2 separate regions of the Mus musculus genome follow, and region 2 is linked to region 1. The links are chromatin contacts, called in public promoter capture Hi-C maps. All regions are on one chromosome and are shown on one strand. The core of a region is the stretch at or near the end of the contact, and the rest is flanking DNA. Distances in the headings are between cores, read along the strand shown.

Region 1 (7,091 bases), core at 4,334-6,833:
CAGAGACATAGCCTCTGCTACACCTTCACCATGGAAGGCCTTCTGGCTTTCCTGCACACCCGTCTAGGAACACAGAGACTGTCCTTAGCATAGGCCTGTGACTCCTTTCCCCTTGGCTGGTTAAGCTCCTGGCTATGACTTTCAGAGGTGCCTTTTTTGCCCAGTAGGTTTTCCTGGGGCTTCTGCCAGGTGAACTCTCTCCCCTGCTTCCTCCAGACTTGAGCCTGACATCCTATGAAACACTAACAGGGTCTTCCAAGCTGGGCTCTGGTCTGACCTCCTTCTGAATCTCCTTGTAGTTCTGCTGAGAACACAGGAGCAAACCTTACCCTCTCCTGGAGCTATAGCCCCATGAGAACCAATTCTGCAGAACACACTTGAATGCTGGGCCACTAGAGTTTAGTGCCAGCTCTGGGTCCAAGGCCACGTGTGCCCAGGTTGCATATGGATAGCATACCTCTTCCTCATACATGGCTCTGCTTTATTGGAACCGTGAAATTTCCTATACAAGCTGATAATGTAGCTTCTTTATGAGTCTACCCCTGTCTATGCCTCAGCATCAGAACAAAGATAAGACCCTGCCCACAGTCCTCTCCAGCCTGCCTTCTAGAAAGTAAGCCAGACAGCAGGCGTGAAGGCGGGGTAGTAGCAGATACACTGGCCAGGGCCATTCTGGGTGCCAGTATTGCCTTTGCCACAGCTATAGATTCCCTGCCCCTTAGAGTTCTTCTCCAGACTTGAAAAAAGGCTTTCCTCCATTGCACGGACTGTGTTATACGCAGGGTGGCAGTTGTGCTGGTTGGCACACTATTCCTCACACAACCTGCCTGCTACTCAACATGCTTTTCTTTGTTTTAGGACACAAAATGTTTTGTGTGAAAAACAAAAAAAAAAAAAAACCCTCCAAGAGCAATGTATCAATTTGAGATAGAAGGCCTGTCTTCTGATTTTCTAGCTCTTTCTCATTTAAACCTTCAGGAAATTCCTCTGTCCACATAGGTTTATTTCAAATTAAAAGTAGGATTCCATGGATTGCCTATTAATAATCTAAATAGTATAATACCACCCAGTTTAAATAGCTTTGCCCTTTGGACTTCTGACCTAGCCAAGAACCAGCTCACCCCTCCATGGATAGCAGATGACGTTCACTGCCCACAGCCAGCCTGGCAGGAATTCACAGCATGCTATTCGGGTCACCTTTTGGGGCACCCGTGTCTCTATGCCAGGTCTTTGGGGAGTAAAGAGTCATCTCTACACCCTCCACACAGTTGTGTTATAGAACATGTGGGTCCTCTCCAACAAGCTGTGAGTTGGGTCTTGACTGAATGTAGGCCCATGGTGGATGCAGGCAGTGCTGGGCCTTGAGTCTGGTTTTCCCCTGTGGCATCAGCTTCACAGAGCCTATGAGAATACCCTGACTGGGACGCCTGGTGCTGTCTGGAGTACTGAGTGCATTTGCTCTCACAGGGACCATATTTATCTCAGTGTATCCTGGCATCAGCCACGCAGTCCTCACACCCCGGGGAAACAGTTTAAGAGTGGCGAGTAACAGACTCACAAGTCCTGCAAAAGTACACTCACTGGGATATTTGAGGAACATACAGTAATTTGCAGTATGAAGGCATTTACACTGTGCATTCACAAACCTCTCTGGTCTTAATTTCCTTTGCTTTCTCCGTATCGCCACCCTCCATGCCTCCCCCACACAAATACACACATGCAAACACACATACAAACACACACATACACACATACAAATACACACTTTTATTTTTATGCACGGAGCTCTTTCTGCTCTTTACTGTAGTTAACTCATAAAAATATAGCACACAGAGAGACACGGGTGGGGAGGTATTTGTGGCTTGGGATTCTCATTCCTAGAGCTGTATTTTTCACAGGTGTGTCTCCTGCTCTTCCCAGGCAAAGCCTCCTCCAGCCATGCCACAATGTATCACAAAGCTGACTAGGTAGCACAGACAGCCTGTATTTGTTACAGGAAATTGGCTCTAATTCCCATTGGCCTGCAGTGTGACCCACCCCACCCCCAATGCAAAATGAACCCAGAGGATGCTCCAGGACAACAATTGTTGTCTTTCCCTGGGCAAGATTTTTCTACTTAATCAGCAACTCTTCCAGCGGTAGAAAGGAAAAGCAGAGATCTAGTGATCTGACAGAGAACAGGAAATGATGTGAACTCGGGAATGGCCTGATTCAGACAGAGGAACAGCATCAGGTGGGAAGCCCATGGACCACTTGCAGCAATGAGCATCAATACTGAGCCAACTCCTGCCCGGGAGGCTCCATCTCACCTTGGCCTACTAACCCACTATAGATCTGTGGCTTCAACATGCTTAAGCAAGAGGGACCAGCTAGGGCAGGATCTGGTACTGGCAATGGTAGCAGGCAAGTGTCTGCTCAGCGCGTGACCAGGTAAGCCGAAAAACAGAACAAAACAGACACAGGATGAGGCTATTGTCCTCCTACACAGGGCTCCCTTTCTCACAAGAGAACTGTAGTATGCACTTGTCTAAGTAGCATCTGGGCTCAGCAGCCTGCACATGACGATTTGTTTGGCTGACAAAGAGATCAAAGTAAAAGAAAGCTCCGATACAAGCCCCACAGGGATACATCTGATTACCTCTGTGCATTTTTGTGTCCTTGGAGAATACACAAGTTCCTTCCAAGAGGCTTTTTTTTTTTTTAAGAAAACTGCCAAATTTCAGATCCTTCAGTGTTTAAGACCCAGGTGGCCTGCTCTTTGACCCCAGACAAAAATAGAACCCCTAAAAGTATGTGTTGGGGGGGGGGAGAAGTGGAACATAGAGCAGCCTTTCCTCAGGTATCAATCTCTTCCTCTCCTTTTGAGTTGGGGTGTGTGAGAACAGACTGTCTACAAGTCACATATACCCTAGTACTTACTGCTCTCATTGTATCCCAAAGCTACAGAAGCCTTGTTCTTAGGAACTGGAGTGAGCATGCCTTAGCAGGGATAGCTTCTCCTGTTTGGAATCATGTACAGAGTAGAACTCTGAAAGATAACACCCTCCCCAGGATAGGGTACCCCAAGATAACTCAGATATCTCTCTGGAACTGCTCATCTTTGTTCAGAACCATAATTTCTACTTCGACGCCAGCCCCACCTTAGACAAAGACAGCACCTATAGATCCATGCACACATACTCTCCAAAAGGAGGGGGAAAAAGTGTTCCAGCCAAATCTCTCTCATATATGTGACATTTGGAACTGCCAAGTATAGTGGCCTACAAGCCTATGCTTGAGCATGCCTAAGCACATACGTGTGCATCAATTGCCAAAAGAGAAAACATACTTATGTAGTAAAGGGGAAAAAATGAACTGTCTAGGAGGCAGAAGACCCCGGAGCAAGCCCAGTCATAGGCCTTAGGGTTATTCCAACAACCCAAGAGTCTATGGGCCCCACCTTCTCCCATTACCTCCAAACCAGGGTCAATCCATGGAGTCCCTTTTGGAAAGTATGGTCTCTGCCGACCACAATCTAAGGGAAAGAGTACAAGCTCGTACGAAGATGCTCCATGTGCAGCACCCATAAATCACATATACAGGGATGGGGGAAGTACACACCTGGGGGAAGCCTCGGGCTCGGAGGACAGCTGGGAGCATGGAGTCCACACCCTTCAAGGCAATTGAGTCAACAAGCAAGTCTAAGCAGAGATTTGCTGAATACTGCCTGCAGGTGTGTGAGTGGCCACTGGGTCATGTGGCTACTGTGGACTGGCCCAGGGCCAGGGAAGCAGGATTGCGGGAGTCAACCCAGCCAGAAGGGAACATGGTCACCCACCTGGTGGCTAGACTCTAAGGGGCTCCTGGGTACACACCTAGAGCAGTCCTGAGGAGGGTCTCAACCCTGACACCCCATGTCCCTGCGCGGAGGTCCACTCCCGTTAAGGAGTGAGTGGTACTTAGGAGCAGTAGCAAGAAAGCTCATTTACAACCTGGCAGCTTCTGCCTGGAGAAAGCTAGGCAAAAAGCGCGGCTTACCAGCGAGAAAGCAGACAAAGGCTCGGTGCGCACGCGGTGGACTGTGGCACCAAATCCACGCTCAGGGTGGAGCAGATGCCCGAGTCTCACAATTTCCCACGGATGTGCCCTCTCAGAGCACAGACTCTCCCACCAGGTCCCGCCTGGTCCCTTTCCCGCCCCGGTGTTCTGGTCCTCACCCTGCTCACCCTCCATCCACAACAGCAGCGACTCCCTCCTCTGCGCGTCTGGAGCTTCTTTCCTAAACATCGTCTGCCTGCCTGCCTGCCTCCTTCCTTCCTTCCTTCCAGTGAAGCTGCTTTTGACTTCTTTGCTCAATCTTGTCCCCCTCCCCCTATGACACGCCCTCTGTTGCCCCTGCCCCAGAAGGCTTGCAGACCTGCACCCGGGAGGGGCAGGTCAGAAAGGTCATGCTACAGTTGTCCCGCGGGTCCGAAGGAACCAGAGGTGCCTTTTTCTTCTATGCTAACGCCCCATTGTTCCTTGGCTTTCTTCACCCACCCTTGCACCAGCTCCCCAGAATCTGCGTGAGGTGGGCTGGGGGGCGGGGGGAAAGTGCTGCGTCCTTTTCATGAGGGTGGGTGCACCCAGCTCCATACCACTGGTCCGCGCGCCAGAACACAGTCACTGCAGGCTCGGGCACAGCCCTCCTTCACATTTGGAATCCTGGGCTTCCTGAGCCTTGCCTATCCCCATGGCTGCGTCAGGAATCCAGCGGTTTAGATCCCCAGGACCCCCCCAGTGGAAGGAAGCATATATACTCCAGTCAAGTGATCACAGGCTAGAGAGAAATGTAGAGTAATCGGTGACAAACTTGATGGTCTAAATCATGAGTCGGGTCAATGTGGCCAGGGACAGCTCTAGGAAGCAGGTTAGTTTCTAAACGTCCGGCTCCAACACCCTCCGGGTCACGCTTCCTCTGTGCGCACGCCGGGCTGGGGAAAGCCGGGTGTCCCTACGCTGATGGGCGGTCCCGAACGTCCCTGAGGTGCCACCAGCTTCCTGAGACCCACTGGCCAATATTGGTCTGGTACACACACACACCTTGCAGACTACCCACTACCGTAGCAGCTCCCTCCCCACCCCACGATCTGAACCCCCGATTTGTCCCCACCAAGCCAGAAAACCACCCCGGCCACGGGGAACGTGGGGCCGGGCCACTTACTGGGGCTGAGGAAACACTCGGTCAGCCTTCGGAAGCAACTCGCATTGTTAGAGGGTCCATCTTCCATGTCGGAGCCGAAGGGCAGCGGCCAAACGGTGGCAAGGGGGAAGGCGGCGCCTCGGGGCCGCCAAAGAGTTCGGCCACCGGCGGCAGAGCCGGGGCCGAGGCCAGGGCAGCCCCCGCCGGCGCCCGGAAAATCCGAGGAGTCCGCGCGGCGTGCACCCGGGTGTAGGGGAAGCCGCGGCGGCGGAGATGGCCGGGGCCCGGCGCGGGCAGGGAGCAGCAAGCCTTGAATCGCAGGCGAGAGGAAGAGCCGCCGCCGCCCGCCGCTGCCACCGCTGCTGCCACCGCTGCTGCGGTGACTACTGCCTGGGGGGACGCTCAAGGGAGCTGCCTCTTGTCCTCCTCCTCCGCCGCCGCCGCCAGCATCGCCGCCGCCGCCTCCTCCTCCTCCAGCCGCCGCTGCGCCCTCCCTTCTCGGGAGACGCGCGGGGAGGTGGAAGGCAGATGAGGAGGGGACAAGAGGGGGAGGGGGGAGGGGGGGCGGCGGCCAGAAGTACCAGGAAGATGAAAAGGAGGAGGAGGGGACAGGGGAGGAGAAGGCAAGCGCCCAGGGAGCACGGGCCGCCACCCAACCACAGCCTCCGGCACGGAGAGCGGAGAGGGCGCTGGGGCCCCCAGTGGGGCTGGCGTGGCCTGCGGGAGACAGGGACCGGGACAGGGGCGGGGGCGCCGCTAGCTCCTCCCGGCTGCAGCCAAGCAGCTCCCGGGCCAGGCTCAGGCCCACTGTACTCCGCCCGCTGGCCGCGCCGCACCGGGGTTCCAGAGGGACTTGGACACGGCCGGGCTCGTCCCCAGACTCCCGCAGTGGGGCCTGGGGGTGGGGAGCGAGCCGCTCCTCCGGGCTAGCCATGGCCCTCCTCCCCAGCTTGCAAGGGGGGCAGGCGGGAGGGCGCGGCGGCCCGGACTCTGCGGGCTCCGCCCCCGCAGCACCGGCCCTCCCCGCGACGCTGCCCAGGCTCTGGTCCGGTCCGCCTCTCGGGTCTAGGGTGCCTCTCCGGCCCGGGGGTTCACATCGTGTTCCCTTTGGGATTCAATAGGACCGCGGGCGGGGGGACGAGTCCCGATCGCTGCGCCGGGGTGCGGGCTGGTACGCACGATCCGCGTCCTTCCCGGCCTGGCGAGGCTGCCGGGACGCTGCCTGCGGGCGTGGCGTGGTGTGTGCAAGCTCCGGCCGGCGCCTGAGCCGCGGCGGCTGCTCCAGAGCAGCGGAGAAAAGCGCCGCAGTGCTGCTGCCCGTGGAGGCGGCGGTGGTGGCGGCGGCAGAAGACGCCCACTGGCGGAGCAGGCGCTCCCCGAACCGCCACCGCCCGCGCCCACGTTGCGCGTCCACTGGAACTCAGGTCCCAGCACCCTGGCACTCTGCGTGTGGTGTGTGCCCCTGGCCCGCTAGTCTCCCTGGAGGTGGCACATCTGGATCTGGCGTTCCAGATGCTAAACCCACAGCCTAGCCTCTGTTCCAGCTGTGTGCAAACCACATCCGCCTGTGGGCGGGTGACCTGAACCAGGGAATCCTCTCTCCAGCCCCGCAGTATCAACAGAGAAGGCTTTTGGTCAGAGCTCCTGGAGGGGGGGATTCAAATTTGGACATTTAGCAAGTTTAAAATCAAGGCAGAGTTCCCATTAGAATGTCTCAAAAGGCGGTTCTTTCCGGGACTGCCTTGCCAATACCCACTTTAAAGCGAACTTTAGGTATGTCAGCCCACTTTGTCCTGGTGGGTCTGGAAGATAGAAGGAGCAAACTAGGGTTCGCACACAAAATGTAAAGAGTTCATTGCTTTAAAACCCAGAGACCATCTGTCACCAGTGGCTTACTTGGGCCCCCTATTCCTTCAACAGCCTGGAGACC
Region 2 (7,317 bases), core at 821-3,320, 5.5 Mb before region 1:
ACAAAGTGTTCTTGGGGAGTGCGGTAAATGGGGCACTTCCTGTATGGTGTAAGACCAACTCCCAGCTCCCGTAAAGAGACCCCACAAGCAGCTGGCACCCATGGAGCCCAGGAAACCTTGCAACAGTGTAAAGAGACAAAGGGGGAAAGCAATAAGTTTCCAGAAGGGGTAGGGCAAGAAAAGAAAATCTGTCCTGTTTACCAATCTTAGACAGAGAGGGGGGGGGCGGTGGGGAGAGAGCGCACAGAGGGTGAGACATGTCTACTTGATACTTTTAGAAAATAGTATAGTGATTACACAAGTCTGCTGCTTAGAGCTCAGATACATGGTGCTAAGACCTTTTGAGAACTGGCCAGTTTCCCAGTGGACTTTTTAAATTTGCTCGAAGTGTGTGCACGAGCTCTGTACATACATGAACATCTGTGCACACATTCATATATGAATGCATGCATGTCGTCCCTTCAGGCTCTTCGGGGTAGGGCAAGACTGGGAGTGAAAACTCCCTGCAGTTTCCAGCTATGGTTCTAATCTATCAGTCGCTCACGAGACACAAGGCAGGGCCCTAGGACTGCCCCAGAAGAATTTTAGGTATGAACAATGAACTCACTCAATCTTCCCCCTTTCAAGCTGCTGAGAAACAGGGAGAGGGGAAGAAAAAGCAACAGGCTGGCCAGCTTGCTTCACTTTTGCAAAAAGCTTCGACTCGTGGGCTAGCCCTGGTTTTCCATAGGCTAAGCACCCTCCCCAGGGCACCTACCACTCCAACACTCCTCTCCACGGGAGCCTGCTCACCACCTTGGTGTTTTCTTAAGCACTTGTTCAAAAACACGTTTAAGTGGAATGCTTTCGTTTCTGCAGATTGCATTAATTATGGGTTCCCTAGCGCGCGGGCCGCAGAAGGGCTGCCCGCCGGGCTCTGCAGACACCAGCCCGCAGGAGTGGCCGCGGTTGTGTTGGCCCGAGGTGGACGCGCTCAGCCCCCATCCACAGCGCGGCTTTTGGCACCTCACCTCGCGCCTTGGCGTAGCCAGTACTGCAACTAAGAGAGACAAACTTAGAGCGGTCAACCACAGTGCCACGCGCGCTCGGGAGCGCGCCCTGGCGCGCACTGCATCCTGCTCCTGAGGAGAGGACCCACGAGACCAGGGGCGCTCCTCTATGCCTCCTGTGCTGGAGATTGTTCCTCCTCTATGAGTTGTTTTTTTTGTTTTTTGGCTTTTGGATTTTGGATTTTTTTTTTTAAAGAAACGCGCTCTTTAATTCAATGTCATATCTGCTTCTTCCTCTCAATTAAGGGTTCTCTGAGATGCTCCGCCACAAGTGGAACACATGGGATGTGGCCCCTTTCTCCCCCATAAGGGGGGTTGGGGTACAAGGGGTCCTCGTGGCGCTGGAGCCGAAGATTGCCCGCTTCCTAATCCTAGGCTGGGTCGGTGGCGTTGGCAAGGTGGGCACCCAGTCCCGGTGAGTTCGCCCTGAAAGAGCTGAGGTGCATAAGTGGCCCAGATCCTTGTTCCTGTGCCATCTCATCTCGCCCAAAGTGGGGGACTCCAGGCACTCCTGCATGTCAACTCCCTTCTATCCTGGACTAGTAGGACCAGCAGCCCTTCACATACTGAGTAGCTATCGACCCTGGACACGCACGCTGTGGGACTCTCCCGAACCCACCTGTTGGGGATTGCTGGGCCACCTGCTCCCGGAGCCTTGTCCCAGAAGGAAGAGTGGGTTCTCAGTGAGGGACAACAGAGAAAGACAGGGGCGCGTCCCGGGACTTACCGTGAGCGCTGAGAACTTCTGCGCGGGCACCGGCGGCAGCAAGGCAGCGAGCAGCGGCAGCCAGCACAGCTGTGGCGGCAGCATGGTGACGCTGGAGGGGACCAAGCGAGGCAGACGCCCCACGCGCTGCGCCCTGGCACTCGGCGAAGATCCGGTGTGCGAACGTGCGGGCGAGCGGGCTAGAACTGCTCCGCGGTCCTATGGCCGCTGGTGGAGACCGCACGGCCCCTCCGTGCGCTCTGGCCGGCGCTCCCCGAACTGCCGCTGCTGCTGTCAAACAGCCCTAGTTTCCCCGGATCCTCCTGTCCCGCCCTCTTCGCCCTCCCGCCCGCAAATCTCCTCCCTCCGCCCCACCTCCCTTAGCCACCGCGCCCGCGCAGGGGCCGCCCGGCGCGCAGGGCTGTGAAGGAGACAGCGAAGGCTACCAGGACTAGGCAAGCGTGTGTTGATGCTGTTTGCACGCCTCCTTCAAGCCAATGCCAGGGCACACCTTACAGGCATGCACACTCACACTGGCTCCAAGAGATGCACTGAGCCCCACCCTCCTGGCCTAGGGCGCCTTCTGTCTTCACCTTGGAGGGTCCCCACTGTGCCTTGGCTCGCCTGTGGCTTTACATTCACCAGAATGTAGCACTCTGAGATGCTAAGTGGTCATTGGCTCCTCGGTAGGGCCTCTGAGAACACCAGGAGTCCTGCATCTTTCCGCAGGTTAACGAGGAGGGCGGGAGGGGTCTGAAAACAGATCTGTGAGGCAGATGACTTCCTTGAGTTGGGCAAACTTAGAGAAAGGTGAGCGCACACATTGATGTGGCCGCTTCAAACAGTTTAGGCAAGCATTTCAGGTGTTCGGCAGCAAGCGCATTTGAGTAGGCTTTTGACTGTGATAGAAACCAAGGGGATTTTGCGCACCAGGTCCTGCAAAAGGAGCATTGCTGAAATAGTTTAGCCCTGGCTGGTAGCTTCACAGGAAAAGGCCCTAATTCTACCTCACGCAGAAAGCCAGCTGGGAAGACTTTCGAGAACAAAGAATCAATTGACTTGTCAGGGCCTCTCTGTAGGGAGCAAAACAGCAAGCTCACCTCTAACTTCTCTCTCCTCTGCTGCTCTGGAGATTCCTGTGAGATCGTAGACCAATCAGAAAGCAGCTACCCTGCCCTAGCCCAACACGGGGACCTCTGGAGAAGAACAGCGCTGGAGCTCCAAAAGGATAGCCTTGAAGAATGAAGTCAACCGAGCAAACAGTCCCAACTTCATCAGGTGGGCTGTGCCTATTTTCAGGAGGTCATTAGGAGTGGGCTTGTGGACAGCTGACATTCCCTCACTGGAGGAGAGAACGAATGGGAAGTATCACTGGACTTCACCTCAGATGGCGGGTGTTCGTGCAGTTCTTCCTAATAGTTGTCCTTCAGGGCCTCTGGAGGTACTCGAGATCATGAGCTGGGGCAAATTCCCCGAGAGGGGCTCCATCTATGTGGGTGTGGAAGCCATCATCCAAGCTGTGTGAAGACTGGACTATGGATGCTCTGACGTTAATCACATTCCTGCAGTGAACCCCTCACCTATGCATGTTAGTAAGCACAAGCTCACTAGCTCCCCGTGCTGAACTCCCCATGGAATCCTAGTTTGTTTTGCCACTGGGGCCTTTTGAGGAGAGATAGATCTTGCTTATGTCTCCTCAGGAAAGGAACTCTCACATCACACAGGGAAAGAGAACCTTCTAGAGATGGCTGCTGAAAGAAACCTTCAAAACTCGAAATCTGTCAAGCCTTCAACACCCTTCCTACACTGAGGACATGGAGGAACATCGTAGCAAAACTCTTCAGGGTCAGACTCAGCCCAGGGACAGGCATGACTGAGTAAGCAAATAACATATACATTGAACCAAAAAAAATGATACAAATGTTGTGTACTTCTATCGTAGTAATGGTGGTGTGATGATGGTGGTGTGATGATGATGATGGTGATGATGGTGGTGGTGGTGGTGGTGGTGATGATGATGATGAAAATCAGCACATTCAAGAAGTATTTGGTACAAAACATTTTCCTTTTACCTTTTATTTCAAGGGTACAAATTATTAGCTGAAATGTCTTCTTGGGACTGAAAGTCTGAAAATAGCTTTTTGTCTACTCTCTTCCATGGGAGTGTCCAGCAAGTAACAGGCTTCATTTGCTCCCATTTTACAGATGAGAAACAAAACAAATAACTGTATGTCTTAGCCAGCCACAAAATCGGGGGCCGAGTCCAGATGTCCGAACTTGGAACTCTGGCAAGTCTATCACATCCCCTGGAGACGTGGAAAGCAGAAAACAACCCCTTGGCACTCACTGCCTTGAGTCCTCCAATCTCAACACATCTTTCATTTGTCCTCTGAGATTCCAGGGAGATCAGTGTAACAACACGCTTTTCCAAGACACTGACAGATGAGAAGGGTCGGAGCCTTCAGAGACCCTCTAACATTTGGAGGCACTAACATGTGGACCGAAAGCCAAGTTCTGTGTTCTTAAAGATGCTCGAAGTGAAATTTGGAGAGGTAACCAGTTCCCATTGTGTGGGGGAAAATAGAACATTTATTAAAACCACTAAGAAATGGTTTTATGTGTCAGCCACTTCCTTCAAAGTTAAGACAGGAAGTAGTCAGCTCAAAGGTCTGAGACATCCCTACAGGAATGAAATAATATCCCCTGCTCCTGGAAATGAGCTCTCAATTGTAAGAGTGGCAGGCTTGCTTTTGGATGTGACCCGTGGACCCCAAATTTACATTTCTGTCATTAGCAAGAGTCACAGTGAAGATGGGCAGAGAACAGGTCAGTCCCTGTGGGATTATCTTGAACCCACATGTCTCTCCACAGACTCTCATTAGCCATCAGCCCTGTCTTCCTTTCCTTGTTTTACTGTGTTAAGCTGAAAAGTCTTTTTGCTCTTGGTGAAGAGGCCATTTACCATAAATGTCTGGCTTACTCTTGGTATTTAGCCAGTAAAAGAAAAAGGTGTCAGACATCTTCCCAACTCCCAGTATGCAAAACACAAGAAGAGTCGAAGGTCCTTTTCTTGTTCTGTGACTTCCAAGGTTTCCCTCGTCCTTTGGAGGCTGGATTGGAGCAAGCAGCCGACCACTGTGCCTACGATGCACATCGCAGCCAGCCACCAGCTTCTGGTTTCCACTTAATCCTAAGAGGAGAAATCTTCACAGATTGCCTGGCTTTCCTTGGGTATAGTCTGCATAAATGCCCAGGGTTTATGAAGCTCTATCCTCTTATTGGCCTGTCTTTACCTCTTCCTATATTGTGGTCCCTTCAGTCCCTGGGATATTTAGAAAACTGGGGCTCTTAGATTCATTAATAGATGAATTTAAGAATGACTCAAACAGAAGTCTGAAGACAATTTTAGTAGAGATTAAAAGGAAAACACCCCAGCTGTAAACCTTAGCAGCTGCCCGGAGGACAAGAATGAAGAAGAGAAGGGGGGAAATTGCTCTCTGTGAGCCAGTACAGAGGGCAGACATAGGACAAGCACTCATGTGGCAGGGAGGGGGGCTTTAAAGAAAGATGGGAAAGCCCAAGGCATTAGGGAAAGTGTGGTCTGAGCATGGATAGAGCATGTGAAAATGAAAAGTTATGCTTTTCTGAGGGATTCCGAAGTGGGAAGATCTATGAAGCCGTCTTGCTACCTCTCTGTAAGCTACCACATTAGGAGTGGGGGTTCTGTGAAGACTATGTAGAGTCTTCTTGAAGGAAAAAGTATTTCACCCATCTCCTTAGCAGGCTTAAGGTGAGCCCTGCCTTCCTAAGGGTGGTCCCTTGGTCAGGTGATTGGTTCAGCACAGGACAGAGCATTTATCGGCTTGACCAGGAGTTTCCCCTTGATGGTCCTTTATTGATGCTCTAACGAATGGATCCACCCCTAGCCTTTGCTCAGGTTCCTCAGCCTCCAGTTCCTGCTTGTGAGCCTAAGTGAGTAGACATTGACAGAGACTGGCTGGGGATAGGGCCATTGCTCTAGTTTCATGTATGTGCTAGAGTTTGGATTTGTCCTGTGTTCAATCATATAAACGAGCCTTCATGACCTTCACATAATGGATCCCATGTCAACACTTCCTATCGCTTTTATGGATATAATAGTTCATGATCATGCTACAAGCTAAGTCAATTCCCACAGGAACTCTGAAAGAAGGTAGTGTTCTACCAGCAATGATAATGAGCCCAGGAGGTCGCAGGATGTGCCCAGAGCCACAAGACTGGAAGCACAGAAGCAGTTCCTAACTTGGCTTCACCTCGATAGGGTCTTCTTCTGTCTTGAAGAAAGCTTTTGAAGAGACTAGGAAAGGCTCAGGCCACAGCCTACCTGAGATGCTTAGTTCTTACGATTTGAAGTCGCAAAGTCCTCTGGGGAATGATGGGAACTGTAGGCACTTCATCCAGGAGAATCTGTGGGCATGCGCACATGGACATGCATTCGCTGACATCCTTTTGCATATTGTTGGAGGGCTACCTCAAAACAAACAAAAGGCACTTTTTGTGGTTGTTTCTGGATTATTGATGATTCTTCAACTCCGGCACAGTATTTCACAACTTAATGTTTCCAAAGAAAGCTCTGTCTCACAAAGCCACAGGCAGAATCCTCACCTTCCCAGAGAGATCCATCCCTGCAGCACTGAAGACAGATGCCAGGGCCTGCAGAAAGGGCACAGTCCTGGGAAAGTGGATGGGTGATTCATTCAACATAAATAATGGATCCTAATGAATGTGCAAAACGCCCTCTGAGGACTACTGTCAATATCCAGGCTCTATGAAAGATCTGCCTTTCTGTTCCTGGAACAGCGTCTGTCAGGGGGCAACACTTTTGCAGAAGACATCAGCTCCCGGGTTAGTAAAATCCACCAAGACCCAAGATCACAGAAACAGTCTCTTAGTCTCCATCTCTCTTTCTGACTTTTTTCTGTCACTCTTTATGTCTTTCTCTGTGTATGTCTGTCTCTGTCTCCAGGTCTGCTTCTATCTGTGTGTGTGTGTGTGTGTGTGTGTGTGTGTGTGTCTGTCTGTCTGTCTGTCTGTCCCACAGCCGAGGGTTATACTCCTCTCCAGTGGAATCACAGCATCTGGGTTTTTGGAGCTTCTGTCCGGCAGGTTGTCCTTCTGAGAGCATATGGACACCTCCTTTCTGCGCTCACTCCCTCATGTTTCAACATTCACAAGGTGGGATGGCCTTAAAAGATATTTATTTGTAAGAGAGTACCATGTCATGAGCTAATTAGGAATATTTTCATTTTCATAGTGGCAGATTAAATAACATTATACTTAACAGTAAGTATTATGTAAATTCCGATCATTTCTGGATAGACAATAAATTTGAAACGTTTTTTAAAAAGTTGAAAATGGGGGCTGGAGAGATGGCTTAGTGGTTAAGAGCACTGACTGCTCTTCCGAAGTTCCCGAATTCAAATCCCAGCAACCACATGGTGACTCACAACCATCCATAATGAAATCTGATGCCCTCTTCTGTAGTGTCTGAAGACAGCTACAGTGTACTTACATATAATAAAT

Evidence for each region. Promoter capture Hi-C pulls out the DNA fragments that hold promoters and counts their contacts.
Region 2: a promoter capture Hi-C map of embryonic stem cells shows a contact between it and region 1, with 5 read pairs. The contact joins the promoter of Smoc2 here to the promoter of Pde10a in region 1. A contact is called at or near these places in 1 of 39 promoter capture datasets (embryonic stem cells) and 1 of 484 Hi-C or Micro-C datasets (embryonic stem cells).

The regions. Positions count from the first base shown.
Region 1 is chr17:8,800,237-8,807,327 of GRCm38.p6, reverse strand. It overlaps Pde10a (phosphodiesterase 10A), which reads right to left and starts at 5,583. Exons shown (of 22, transcript NM_011866.2): 1 at 5,183-5,583. The coding sequence starts at 5,249.
Region 2 is chr17:14,274,259-14,281,575 of GRCm38.p6, reverse strand. Smoc2 (SPARC related modular calcium binding 2) reads right to left here and starts at 2,070. Exons shown (of 13, transcript NM_022315.2): 1 at 1,777-2,070. The coding sequence starts at 1,860. Gm52280 (a long non-coding RNA gene) reads left to right here and starts at 1,065. Exons shown (of 3, transcript XR_003952216.1): 1 at 1,065-1,464; 2 at 2,888-3,033; 3 at 3,456-3,728. It overlaps Gm34567 (a long non-coding RNA gene), which reads right to left. Exons shown (of 4, transcript XR_385414.4): 4 at 3,814-6,261.